Regions from separate parts of the Sus scrofa genome. Here region 1 is linked to region 2. The links are chromatin contacts, called in public Hi-C maps. All regions are on one chromosome and are shown on one strand. Each heading gives the region's core, a stretch centred on a gene start, on an enhancer-like site or on the middle of the called end of the contact. The rest is flanking DNA. Distances are from core to core; before and after follow the strand shown. Region 1 overlaps ERC1 (ELKS/Rab6-interacting/CAST family member 1). Region 2 holds the start of ERC1 (ELKS/Rab6-interacting/CAST family member 1).

Region 1 (5,753 bases), core at 1,113-3,612, 76 kb before region 2:
AGCTGCACAGGGAAGACTTCACAGAAGAACTGAAATCTGAGCTAAATCTTAAAGGTAAGCAGGAGAAAGGGAAAGGAAAACAAACATTCTAAACATGTTACTCAAGCAATCACTTCCACAGGCTCTTAAAACAATTTTAATCCACATGACTGTGTTTTCTGTAAGAGGATGCCACACTACGAGCGGCAACTGGAATTGGGCACTGGTACAACTAACAAGGCCTATATTTCTTTCCACATTATGTTCAGAAGTGCGACTTGATATTTTGTAGAGCTTGTTATTTCAAAATGTGTCATAAACTCATGTTCCTTCCTACTGCTTGTTCAAATTCACCATATTTCTGATTGTACTCTGCCAGAGTAACACTGTGGCTTTTCACAATCCTTAACTATTCACGATTTATTAACTCTAAAACTCAAAAAATATATGGGCATAGGTGGAAATATTCAGGACAGAAGCAGCAAAAATGTAACATTCAAAGTTCTCACGATGCTGGTAGGGTTTTCATGCTGCATGCTGTTTGAGATTATTACAGCTTCTCTAACCATGTTCTATGGCAGGCTCCAGGTTACCTCATTAAAATACAAACTCTTCAAAGTTAACTGCAAGAAACTTTGGATAGTGTCTAAACACTGATAGAAAATTCTCCAAAACAGTACTGTCTGGTAATCTGAAGACTGTAATGTACACAGCTGCAGATTAACCATTAAAAACACAGTATACGCTGTTAGGATAAATTGCTCCAATCATTCTGGAAGACAAGTCTGACATTCAGAATTTTGAACATGTACACACCCTGAGCAAATTCATTTCTGAGAGTTCATCCTAAAGAAAAAACTTAACGTACAGGAATATATGGCTAGGGATATTCAGTGCAGCACACTTTTATAATGATGAAAAATTAATAGTAGTTTTCCATAGTGAAGAGATTTAAAAAAAAATATGATGTCACCTATACGTGGACTCTTAAAAAAGGATACAAATGAGCTTATTTGCAGAGAAGAAACAGACTCACAACTTTAAAAAACTTAAGGTTACCAAAGGCGACAGGAGGCAGATGGAAGGGATGGACTGGGGGTTTGGGATTGGCATATGCACACTGAGGTATACTGAATGACTGGTCAACGGGGACCTGCTGTATAGCAAAGAGAACTCTACCCAATATTCTGTGATCATCTATGCGGGAAAAGAACCTGAGAGAGAATGGATATGCGTATATGTATGACTGGGTCACCTTGTTGTACAGCAGAAATTATCCCAACCTTGCAAATTAACTATATTTCAATAAAACTTTAAGAAAAACAAAACAAAAACACCACCACCAACAACAACAAAAAAGAGATAATGTAATGTAAATGTAATGGAATATTATAAATTCAACTGAAATTATAAAACTCCACATGTACTGACAAAGAAAGATGCTCAAGACAAATTATTAAGAAAAGCTGGTGAGGCATTCCCTGGTAGCCTAGCAGTTAAGGATCCAGCGTTATCACTACTGTGGCTTGGGTCACTGCTGTGACAGGTTCAATCCCGAACCTGGGAACTTCCACGTGTCACAGGCGCAGCCAACAAAGACAAAGAAAAGCTGGTGACATTACGTTATGCATCACTGCACTAATACAGCAGCCACTACTTACATGAGATACTTTAATTTTAAATTAGTTATATTTAAATAAAATTTAAAATTCAGTTCCTCAGCCACATTTCAATTGCTCAACAGTCACATGCAGTTGGTGGCTACCATAATATACAGGGCATATATAGATCATTTCCATCATCATAGGAAGTTGGAAGTTTTGCTGCTTTTAGCCCTCCTTCCTCACATTTCATTTTAAAAGGGATTATTCAGACTGGCACTAAAAACAATCCTGAGATTTTTTTTCCCCCTATCCTACTGTTAAAGTTATCTGAAGTCTCTGACCTTATATAGAGAATTACAGCAGTCAATTTTTTAAAATTCAATGAAAGATGAATTCTTGAAAACAAAGCATTACCTAGAAAAGTGAAAAATTATCAATAGGCACAGTGGTCAGCTAAAGTCTGAGTTTCCTCTCTGAAAAATAAGGGACAGTACGCTTCTATATCACTCTTTCTAGCTGTGCCTCCATGGCAGCAAATGATTTTTATCACGTATCTTTTATAGCAAGGCAACAGTTTCCATGGAAATAGGGCAAATATCCATTACTGCTGCCAAGGACTTTATAAGCACACTTAAACTGAGGTAACTGCTTACTTTCATTTACTAATATTTTAAAATTGAGCAACAGCTACTCTGATTCTGACTTTGTTGTGTGTGTGTGTCTATGAACAAATCAAGAGATGAGTAACAAATCAAGAAAATTCTGTCCCTCTGTAGCAATAAAATGAGTCTATAGAATCCAAGAGGGGGAAAAAAAAGATCCAGGAGATTATTAAGCCAGAATACATACCAGCTAATGTCATCCCATAGCAAATTAGAATAGAAATCAGCACAGAACCTAAGTATGAAAGAAGAAATTCCCTTCCAATAGTCTAGGAGAGCATCTAAGTTTATCTAGGCCAAAATGCTGACAAATCTAGAAAAAAAGACTGTAAGTCATAACAACTGAAAAAAAGCAGTCACTCACCTCTCTCAACAGAGCATTCTCTTTTTCCTTCTGGTCCAAAAGGCTTTCTAGGTGATGGACGTGCATCTCTGCCTCTGCCAGTCTCCTTGTTCTCTCATGGTCTTCCTCAGTAGCCTTAGCAGAAAGGCCCTTGCTCTGCAACATCTCCAGAAGCTTCTTGATGGATTCATCCCGAGCATTCAGGGTTTGCTTCTGAGTCTCAATCCGTAGTTCCATTTCCTCCAGAGTTTTTCGAAGAAGGAAGAGTTCTTTGGCCTGTCGCTCATGCTCAGCATGCAACCTCTGAAAGTTCTCCTCCGTCAGCTCTGCCACACAAGGTTCACCAGTCCTACTGCTACTATCTTGTTGAAACAGCTGGTTCAGGTCCCTCTGGATCCGCAATTCATCCTGCAGAGCCTGGATTGTCATTTGCATGTGCTAGAATCAAGACAAAAAAGAAAACCCAAATCAGCTTTCCTTCTCAAGTAGCAAAAATAAAGCAGAATAGGGCCAGTCAGAAAGTAGCCACCAGAGCGCTGAGAACCCTGCATTTAGCAAATTCAGATTCACAGTATTTTGTTTTACACTGCCTTTAAATATGATTGAGATAATCTGTAAAATGTCAGTAACTTGTCTTTATTACCAGCAGGAAACAAAGTCTAGCAGCTCTTCATTTTGCTTAAGCCATGACTAAAAGACATTGTTCAAAATTAACACAAGGTATTACACAGAACTGAAGCTGAGGAGAGGGGAAAGACACAGGAAATCTATAGCAATACAAACACATGATATAAATAACTTTATCAAAAAAACCACAAGGAATATCAAAATACAAAATGACTGTTAAGTGTTTTACAATTTGCACATTAAGTAATAAACATTTAATGAGTGCATACCAAATTGTGCCAAGCACTTTTTATGTGTTATTTCATTTACTCCTCGCTACAACACATGTACTATTATTTCAATTTTACTGATGACGACACCAGGCTTACAGAGACTTAAGGAACTTGCCCCAAGATCATCTAGTAAGTAAAAGAGCTGGCATTTGAATTAAAGCAATCCACCACCATCATCCCAATACCAAAACCAGACAAAGATACTACCAGAAAAGAAAATTAAACACCAGTATCTCTGATGAATATAGACGCAAAAATTCCCAAAAAAATTTTAGCCAACCAAATCCAACAACACATAAAAAAGATCATACACAAGGACCAAGTGGGATTCATCCCAAATTCACAAGGATGGTTCAACATATGCAAATCAAATAATGTCATACACCACATTAACAAAAGAAAACTCAAAAACCACATCATCATCTCAACAGATGCAGGAAAAGTATTTGACAAAATCCAATATCCATTGGTGATAAAAACTCTTACCAAAGTGGGTACAGAGGGAATATACCTTAACATAAATAAAAGCCATTTATCACAAACCCACAGCCAAATAATACTAAATGGAGAAAAGCTGAAAGTCTTCCCACTAAAATCTGGAACAAGACAAGGATGCCCACTCTCACCACTTTTATTCAACACTGGCCAGAGCAATCAGACAAAAGAAATAAAAGGTATCCAAACTAGAAGAGGAGAGGTAAAACTGTCACTCTCTACAGAAGACATGATACTATATATATAGAAAACCCTAAAGACTCCACACAAAAACTACTCAGACTGATCAATGAATTCAGCAAAGTGGCAGATATGATAACATTCAGAAATCAGTTGCATTTCTGTATGCTAACAACAAAATATTAGGAAACAAATGCAAAAAAATACGTACTTTTAAAAGGACACCCCCAAAAAATTAAATATCTAAGAATAAACCTGACCAAGGAGGTGAAAAGACTTATATGCTGAGAACTAAAAAACATTAATCAAGGAATTTAAAGAGGATTCAAAGAAATGGAAAGATATTCCATGCTCCTGGAATGGAAGAATTAATAGTTACAGTGGCCATATTACCCAAAGCAATCAACAGATTTAATGTGATCCCTATCAAATTACCCATGATATTTTTCACAGAACTAGAAATAAACAGCCCAAAAATTTATACGGAACCATAAAAAACCCAGAACTGACCAAAGTGGGAATTGGGAAGGGGTAAAAAAAAACCAAGCAGAAGGCATAACTCTCCCAGACTGCAGACAGTAAAACAAAGCTACAGTAATCAAGACAGTGTAGTACTGATACAAAAACAGACATACACGGAAGAGAGTGGGATGGACTGGGAGTCTGGAGTGGAGTAGATGTAAACTTTTGCATCTGAAGTGGATAAGCAATGAGATCCTGCTGTACAGCAAAGGGAACTATATCTAGTCACTTGTGATGGAACATGAGGGAAGATAATGTGAGAAAAAGAATGTGCATATATATGTATATATATTCATGGAGATATATATATATAAAACTGGGATACTTTGCTGTACAGTAGAAATTGACAGAACACTGTAAATAAACTATAATAAAAAGAAAAAACAGATATATGGCCCAATGAAACAGAAGAGAAAATCCAGAAATAAACCTGTGGTCAATTCATCTTTGACAAAGGAGGCAAAGAATATAAAATGGGGAAAAAACAGTCTCTTCGGCAAGTGGTGCTGGGAAAACTGGGCAGCTGCATATAAATCAATGAAACTACACACACACACTCACACCAGGCACAAAAATAAACTCAAAATGGCTTAAAGACTTACACATGAGACAAGACACCATAAAACTCCCAGAAGAGAACACAGGCAAAACATGCTCTGACATCAACCATATGAATGTTTTCTTAGGTCAGTCTCCCAAGGCAAGAAAATAAAAACAGGTCCACAAACACATGTGTATGAAAATGTTTACAACAGCTTTACCCATAAAAGCCAAAACTGGAAACAACTCCTCCAAAAGAAGAATGGATAAACCAGTTATTCGATACTGTAACCGAGCAGGGCCCTGTAGAGCTCCTGGACACAAAAGCCTTTCTCTATCCCTCATTTCTCGTTTTTGGCAAATGGGCCTCATTCAGCCACCATAGCCTTCCCTGGGTTCCTAGGGACAGGTTCAGACAGTTGCTGATCAGGGAAGGAAGCGGTTGCAAAGACCAGGAATGAACAGTCAAGAAACAATACCACAGCTTTGGGGCAGGATCCTGGTTCCCTCTCAAGGGATACACATAATG
Region 2 (5,980 bases), core at 2,164-4,663:
TTTCTTTTTGTCATTTCTTGGGCCACACCTGAGGCATATGGAGGTTCCCAGGCTAGGGGTCCAATCGGAGCTGTAGCCGCCAGCCTACACCACAGCTCACGGCAACACCGGATCCTTAACCCACTGAGAAAGGCCAGGGACGGAACCCGCAAGCTCATGGTTCCTAGTCGGATTCGTTAACCACTGAGCCACGACGGGAACTCCAAGTGATATTTTTCAAAAAATAAAATGTACGAATCCAACTAGGAACCATGAGGTTGTGGGTTCCATCCCTGGCCTTTCTCAGTGGGTTAAGGATCCGGTGTTGCCGTGAGCTGTGGTGTAGGCCGGCGGCTACAGCTCCGATTGGACCCCTAGCCTGGGAACCTCCATATGCCTCAGGTGTGGCCCAAGAAATGGCAAAAAGACAAAAAATAAAATGTACCATTTTTCTCAGGGATGAGAAATTCGAAAGAGAAATAGATCACTTCTACCCTACACTTTTCCCCCAGATTTTAAGACTGCATTCCTACTAAGAGTCACATCCCACTGTTGGCCATGAAAATATCATCTTAGCAATATATATTCGCAAAGTTTCATCTGGTACCTTAGTTCACATTTGTTCCCATGCATACCCAATGAAATGTGTGTGTGTGTGTGTGTGTGTGTGTGTGTGTGTGTATATATATATATATTTTTTTTTTTTAATGGCCTCACCCATAGCATATGGAAGTTCCCAGGTCAGGGACTGAATCCAAGTCATAGCTACTACATACGATGCAGCTGGGGCAACACCACCAGATACTTTAACCCACTGCTCTGGGCTGGGGATCAAACCTGCTGTGATCAGTTTCTTAACCCAGTGTGCCACAGTGGGAATTCCTCAAAGTATAATTTAAAAGCCAAAAATAGTTATGTGAATTTTAATTTCCCCTTCTAAGTGACTAATCCAAAATCAAAACTATTAGTGTACCAACTTATAATTTGATCTGTCCAAATACAATTAAAACTTTTGCTTATAATTACAAATTGGACCACACCCTTTCTTACCTAATAGCTATTAAATCTTCTGTTTCCTATAAGTTTCTTCAAGCAGAAGTATTTGTTGGAAGGTAATAGTCTGCTCATTAAGTAAGCATGTTATAAAAGGTGGTGATCTGCAACTACTGACACTCACTTTGTATATTTCTCTCTTGGGTTACAGGAAAGCACTCCTCTGGCTATGTTCCCAAATTGCATAAACCTTGGGAAAGTCAATGCTTAAATTCCATTTCATGACGCTTTCTCTTCCTTCATAAATTAATTATTGAAAGTCATGCCTACTTCCATCCATTACATAAATGTCCATTACCAGACCTGTTTTTGTTTTTGTTTTTTGCTTTTTAGGGCCGCACCTGCAGCATATGGAAGTTACTAGACTAGGAATCGAATCAGAGCTACAGCTGTTGGCCTACACCACATCTACTGCAACACCAGATCCAAGCGGCGTCTACAACCTACACCACAGTTCACGGCAATGCTAGATCCTTAACCCACTGAGCATCGAGGACATGGATGGAACCCGCAACCTCAGGGTTTCTAGTCGGATTCGTTTCCACTGCGCCATAATGGGAACTCCTGCGGACCTGTTTTCTAAGCAAGTAATAAATTAACCAATAGATATAGATAAGGCCCATGTAATCAATGAGGGAGCAGAAATTCAGAAAAAAAAGATTGATTTAATGTGCTAAGTTGTGAAACAGTGATGTGAAGCATGATGAACAGTGTTTTCTCTTAATAACACCTATTCAGTGACACATGCCCTCAAAATGTAATTAAAGAGCAATTTAAAACCATCTGACTCCAAGAACATTTCTTAGAAACAGGAAACTACCCAAAAAAATTATTCTACTTCACTTTTTTAAAAAAATCATATTGGGGTATAGCTTATTTACAGCCCCATCACATTTTTTTTTTTTTTGGCCGTCCCCCGGGGGGAGAGGGGGTGTATATGGAGTTCCCATGCCAGGGATCAGATCTGAGCCACAGTTCTGACCTAAGCTGCAGCTGCCACAACACCGGATCCTTAGCCCACTGTGACAGGCAGGGGATGGCACCTGTATCCCAGGGATCCCAAGACACTGCGGATACTGTTGCACCACAGTGGGAATGCCACATCCCCGTCACTTTTAAAGTGTCTAATAAAGACATATGCAACTGAGAAATAAAAATCATTTCTAATAATTAAGTGTTAAACACAAAATACCTAAATGTCAAGGTCTACTAAGAAATGAGTTGTAAAAGAAAACTGGGCTTTAAAACATTTAAACATTTTTCATATAACCAGCGCCAACAGAACTGTTCAAACTGTTCATTTCATCCATCCAAAGTAGTCAACAACAACCACCTGCAAACTACTCCTCAGAAATGTGTCTTCCAAAGCAACCACCTGATCCTCAGGCCTTCTCTTACGGGGCTAGGATAAAGCTTAAAAATGAGATCATTTGGGCACAAAAAAAGAGTGGAAGATAACGCCTTTAAGGGACTAAGTGGAATGGGACCTATTCCCTACTGTTGCTGCCAGAATGAAGTTGTCCTAACCGAAGATCTCGCTTTTCCTGAAGGGTATAAAACTCCAAATTCAGCCACGCTTACAATTTATCCCCCCTGAGCGAAAGGCAGATAGAGTTTCTTCCCTCCTCGACCCCACCAGCCACGCCAGGAGCAAAAAAAAGAAAAAAGACCCCAAACCCTCAAGCAGAAACGTGAGACCCAGAGCAACATCTTCTCCAACTGCCTCAAAGGCAAGCAAGCATCCACTGCTCATCTCCCTTTTGGAATCCCACCATCTCCTACCTTAACATTTCACAGAAGGGAAAAACCCAGAATCCTCACCTCCTTCACCACTGTACATCGGTACCCAAAACCCACATCCACCCTGACCGCACCCCAGCTTCCTCGGGGCTCCCCGATGCCTGCATCTCCTCTGCCTCGCCCGCAACATCACGCCGCGGGCCAGCCACCCGCGCTCCCAGGCACCCGCAGCCCCCGCCGGTCCCCGCCGCCGCCACGGCGCCGCCGCCCCGAGACCGCCCGGGTGGGGCCCGCCGGTGGGCTGGGTGGGGCCGCCCTCACGACGCCCCATCCCCCCGGCAGGGCGCGGAGGGGGAGGGGTCCCCGCGCCTCACCTACGGCTCCGCCCTCCCCGGGGGCGCGCTGCCCTGCCCCGGCCAGGGCCGTGAGGAAGACCCGGCGGAGGAGAGCACGGGGGCCTAGCGCCAGCGACGGGCGGGAAGCTTCAGGCGCTGCCCGACTCCGAGCTGCCGCCACCGCCGCCGTCTCACCCTCCTCAGGGCTGCCGCTCCCGCTGCCGCCCGGGAGCCGCCGCCACTACCGCCGCCGCCACCGCCGCCACAGCTCGGCCTGGGCGCCCGACGTCATCGCGCCCCGCCCCCTGCGCGAGACTCCAGCCCCGCCCCTGGCTGACGTCACTAGAGCCCCGCCCCCGCTGGCCGCGCCCGCTGGCCTTCCCGCAGCCTCCTGGGAGAGAGATTCAGCAGCTCCCAGGCTTCGGGCGCCTTCCAGGGGCCGGCGGGCGGGCGGCTCCGCGCTCCGCGGCGCACACGCGCGCACTCGCCGCGCGGGCGGGTGGCGCCTGTCTCCTCCCGCTTGCCGTAGGATGCTGCGCCGTACAAGCTGTGGGCCCCCGCCTCGCGGGCGTGTCGCGGACATCCTGGCCGGACCGCTGGTAGGAGGCTCGGAGCGCCGTGTTGCTCGCTCTCTCGCCCGCCTCTGCTGAACTTCCGGGCCTGGGCCCTCCGGCTGCCCGCAAGCGGGCGCAAGTCCGGAGCTCGCCGAGACCCGCCGCCTTGGTCCACGCGGCAGCCGGCCGCGCGCGTCAGGCGCCCCAGTCCTCAGGTGCCGAAGCGCCGCTGGAACCGCGCTCTGTTAATGTAAGGATGTAGGTAAGCTGAGAGAGTGAGAGGGACGCTGATTAGGTTTATTTCGCGCCTGCGGGTGTGAGCGGTGGAGTCAGGCTCAGTCTCTACCACAGTTACCCAGTCTGCCCTGCCTCAGGACCTCACCGTCACTTTCCCTCCCCTCGGCGTTCTCACTCACCGCATCCACATCCCGCCCGGGCTCACTCGGGTTCCTGCGGTTCCCGGTCTGCTGGACAGTCGCCCCCTTCAGTACGTTCCACACGTGGCGGCCCACTATTAGGACACTAGGTCTTGCAGTTAAGCACCCTAAAATATTTCATTTTCTCGGGCATGTGACTACTCGCTTATGAAAAGCCAACCTTTTTTGACTGTTTTTCAAGATCTTCCTCATCTAACTGCTGATCTGCCGTCCTGCTCCCCCGATTTTTAACATGGTGAAGTAAAAGCAAAGCAAAGCGGACTCGTCGTATCTTTGCAGTTTCTATTCTTCCACTTTCTGCTTGTGTGACCACGGGAAAATCACATTATTTCTAGGTCCTACTTTTCTTAACTGTAAAGTGGGGTGTGAACTAGATAGCTCAGATCTGTCATATCCCTTTGTGGATCTGTAGGTGGTAAGATGCTAAGCATTAAGTTCTACACACACAGGAATACTGTCAGTATCACAGACTTGGAATTTTCTTTTTTTGCCATTCCACAGTTGTTTCTCCCCCAGGTACCTCTTTTTAAACCTACATTTAGGATTTTTTTTAATTAAAGCTGGCTGAGTACTAGCATTAATTGCCTCTTCTTCCTGAGACCCATTAAAATACTAATAAAGGAATGGGGGGAAAAAAAAGCATACAAAACAGAACCTGGGAAGGAAGCCACCAAAATATTTTTTTTGTAATTTTTCACACAGAAAGTGAGTGAAGACTGATTAAAACAAAAATGGAAGAATCCGTAATGTGAAATAGATGTAGGGGGATACTGCAACCGTGAAAGGAGACCTCCCTGCCAGAAGTGATATAGAAAAACAAATTTTGAGACAGTGACGGAGCAAGAGTGAGAAGCAGGGCTGAAAACAAGGAAACCAAAAATCTCTGAACAGCAGAACCCTCCCTTTACCTTTGATAAAATAGCTAAGCATTTATCCTAAGCTAGAAGTCAAGAGTATTCGTAATCTTTGGGGAGAGTGTTTAATGACTAAGAGCAAAGCATTCTTTATTCTGACACAATAGGCAGTTTCCTAAAAACTCACCCTAGAGTGAAACTGCAAGTTGACAAGACCCTCCCAAGTTCTAAAGATTTGTCATCAGCATCCAACTACCTCATCTTAATATGAACAGTCAACCAAAGACTGTTAGAAGTCTCCAGCTTGGGGCTGGGGGAAGGAAGGGGAAGGATAAACAGAAAATATGACTATAGAAGAAATGGAAACTTCAAAAAACTTTAAAAAACAACAACAGGGAGTTCCCGTCGTGGCTCAGCGGAAACAAATCAACTAGGAACCATGAGGTTGCGGGTTCCATCCTGGCCTCGATCAGTGGGTTGGGGATCTGGCATTGCTGTGACCTGTGGTGTAGGTCAGATCCTGCTTGGCTATGGCTGTGGCATAGGTCGTCAGCTACAGCTCCGATTCGACCCCTAACCTGGGAACCTCAATATGCCACAGGTGCAGCCTTAAAAAGACAGAAAGGCAAAAAATATGTATTTGGTCATTCAGATGAATAAAATATATCTCTCATATATATTTATTTGGTCTTCATCCAAGGCTCCTGACTCACAGTTCTCGAAACCCTTGGCATTTCCTAAGGGATAAGTGAATGGGAACTCCACTGCTGATTTGCTGCCATCCTGCTTCCCCCACTAAAACTGAATGTTTGGTCTCTACTCAGTTCCTGAAGTCACTTTGAAAACCATAGAGGTGAAATGGGTGTCTTGTTATTTATAACAAACCCCTTTCTACCACAACATAATTTATGTTAATGAGGTGATTTTAAGAAAGTCCTAAGAATTGGGGCTTGTCACCAAAGGACCCAAAGGTGAATAGAGGGTTAGAACTTTCAGCCCCACCCACTGACCTCCAGGGAGGGGAGGGT

Evidence for each region. A called contact is a pair of places that touch in the nucleus more often than the background predicts.
Region 1: a Hi-C map of alveolar macrophages shows a contact between it and region 2, with 2.9 times the contacts expected there. The contact joins the enhancer-like site here to the promoter of ERC1 in region 2. A contact is called at or near these places in 4 of 5 promoter capture datasets (fetal liver, fetal skeletal muscle and liver), 15 of 47 Hi-C or Micro-C datasets (adipocytes, alveolar macrophages, brain and 10 more) and 2 of 2 datasets of contacts at active chromatin or transcription factors (alveolar macrophages and skeletal muscle).

The regions. Positions count from the first base shown.
Region 1 is chr5:68,296,495-68,302,247 of Sscrofa11.1, reverse strand. ERC1 (ELKS/Rab6-interacting/CAST family member 1) reads right to left here. Exons shown (of 20, transcript XR_002344310.1): 3 at 2,610-3,026. Among named protein-coding and RNA genes, the nearest start is that of ERC1, 76 kb to the right of the region's middle. Within about 2 kb of position 2,362, at least 2 of the 83 cell types and tissues checked have an H3K27ac peak or open chromatin away from gene starts, as enhancers often do. A contact at or near this core is called in alveolar macrophages, where this site is marked.
Region 2 is chr5:68,221,155-68,227,134 of Sscrofa11.1, reverse strand. It overlaps ERC1 (ELKS/Rab6-interacting/CAST family member 1), which reads right to left and starts at 3,413. Exons shown (of 20, transcript XR_002344310.1): 1 at 3,147-3,413. It also overlaps a transcript of RAD52 not described here.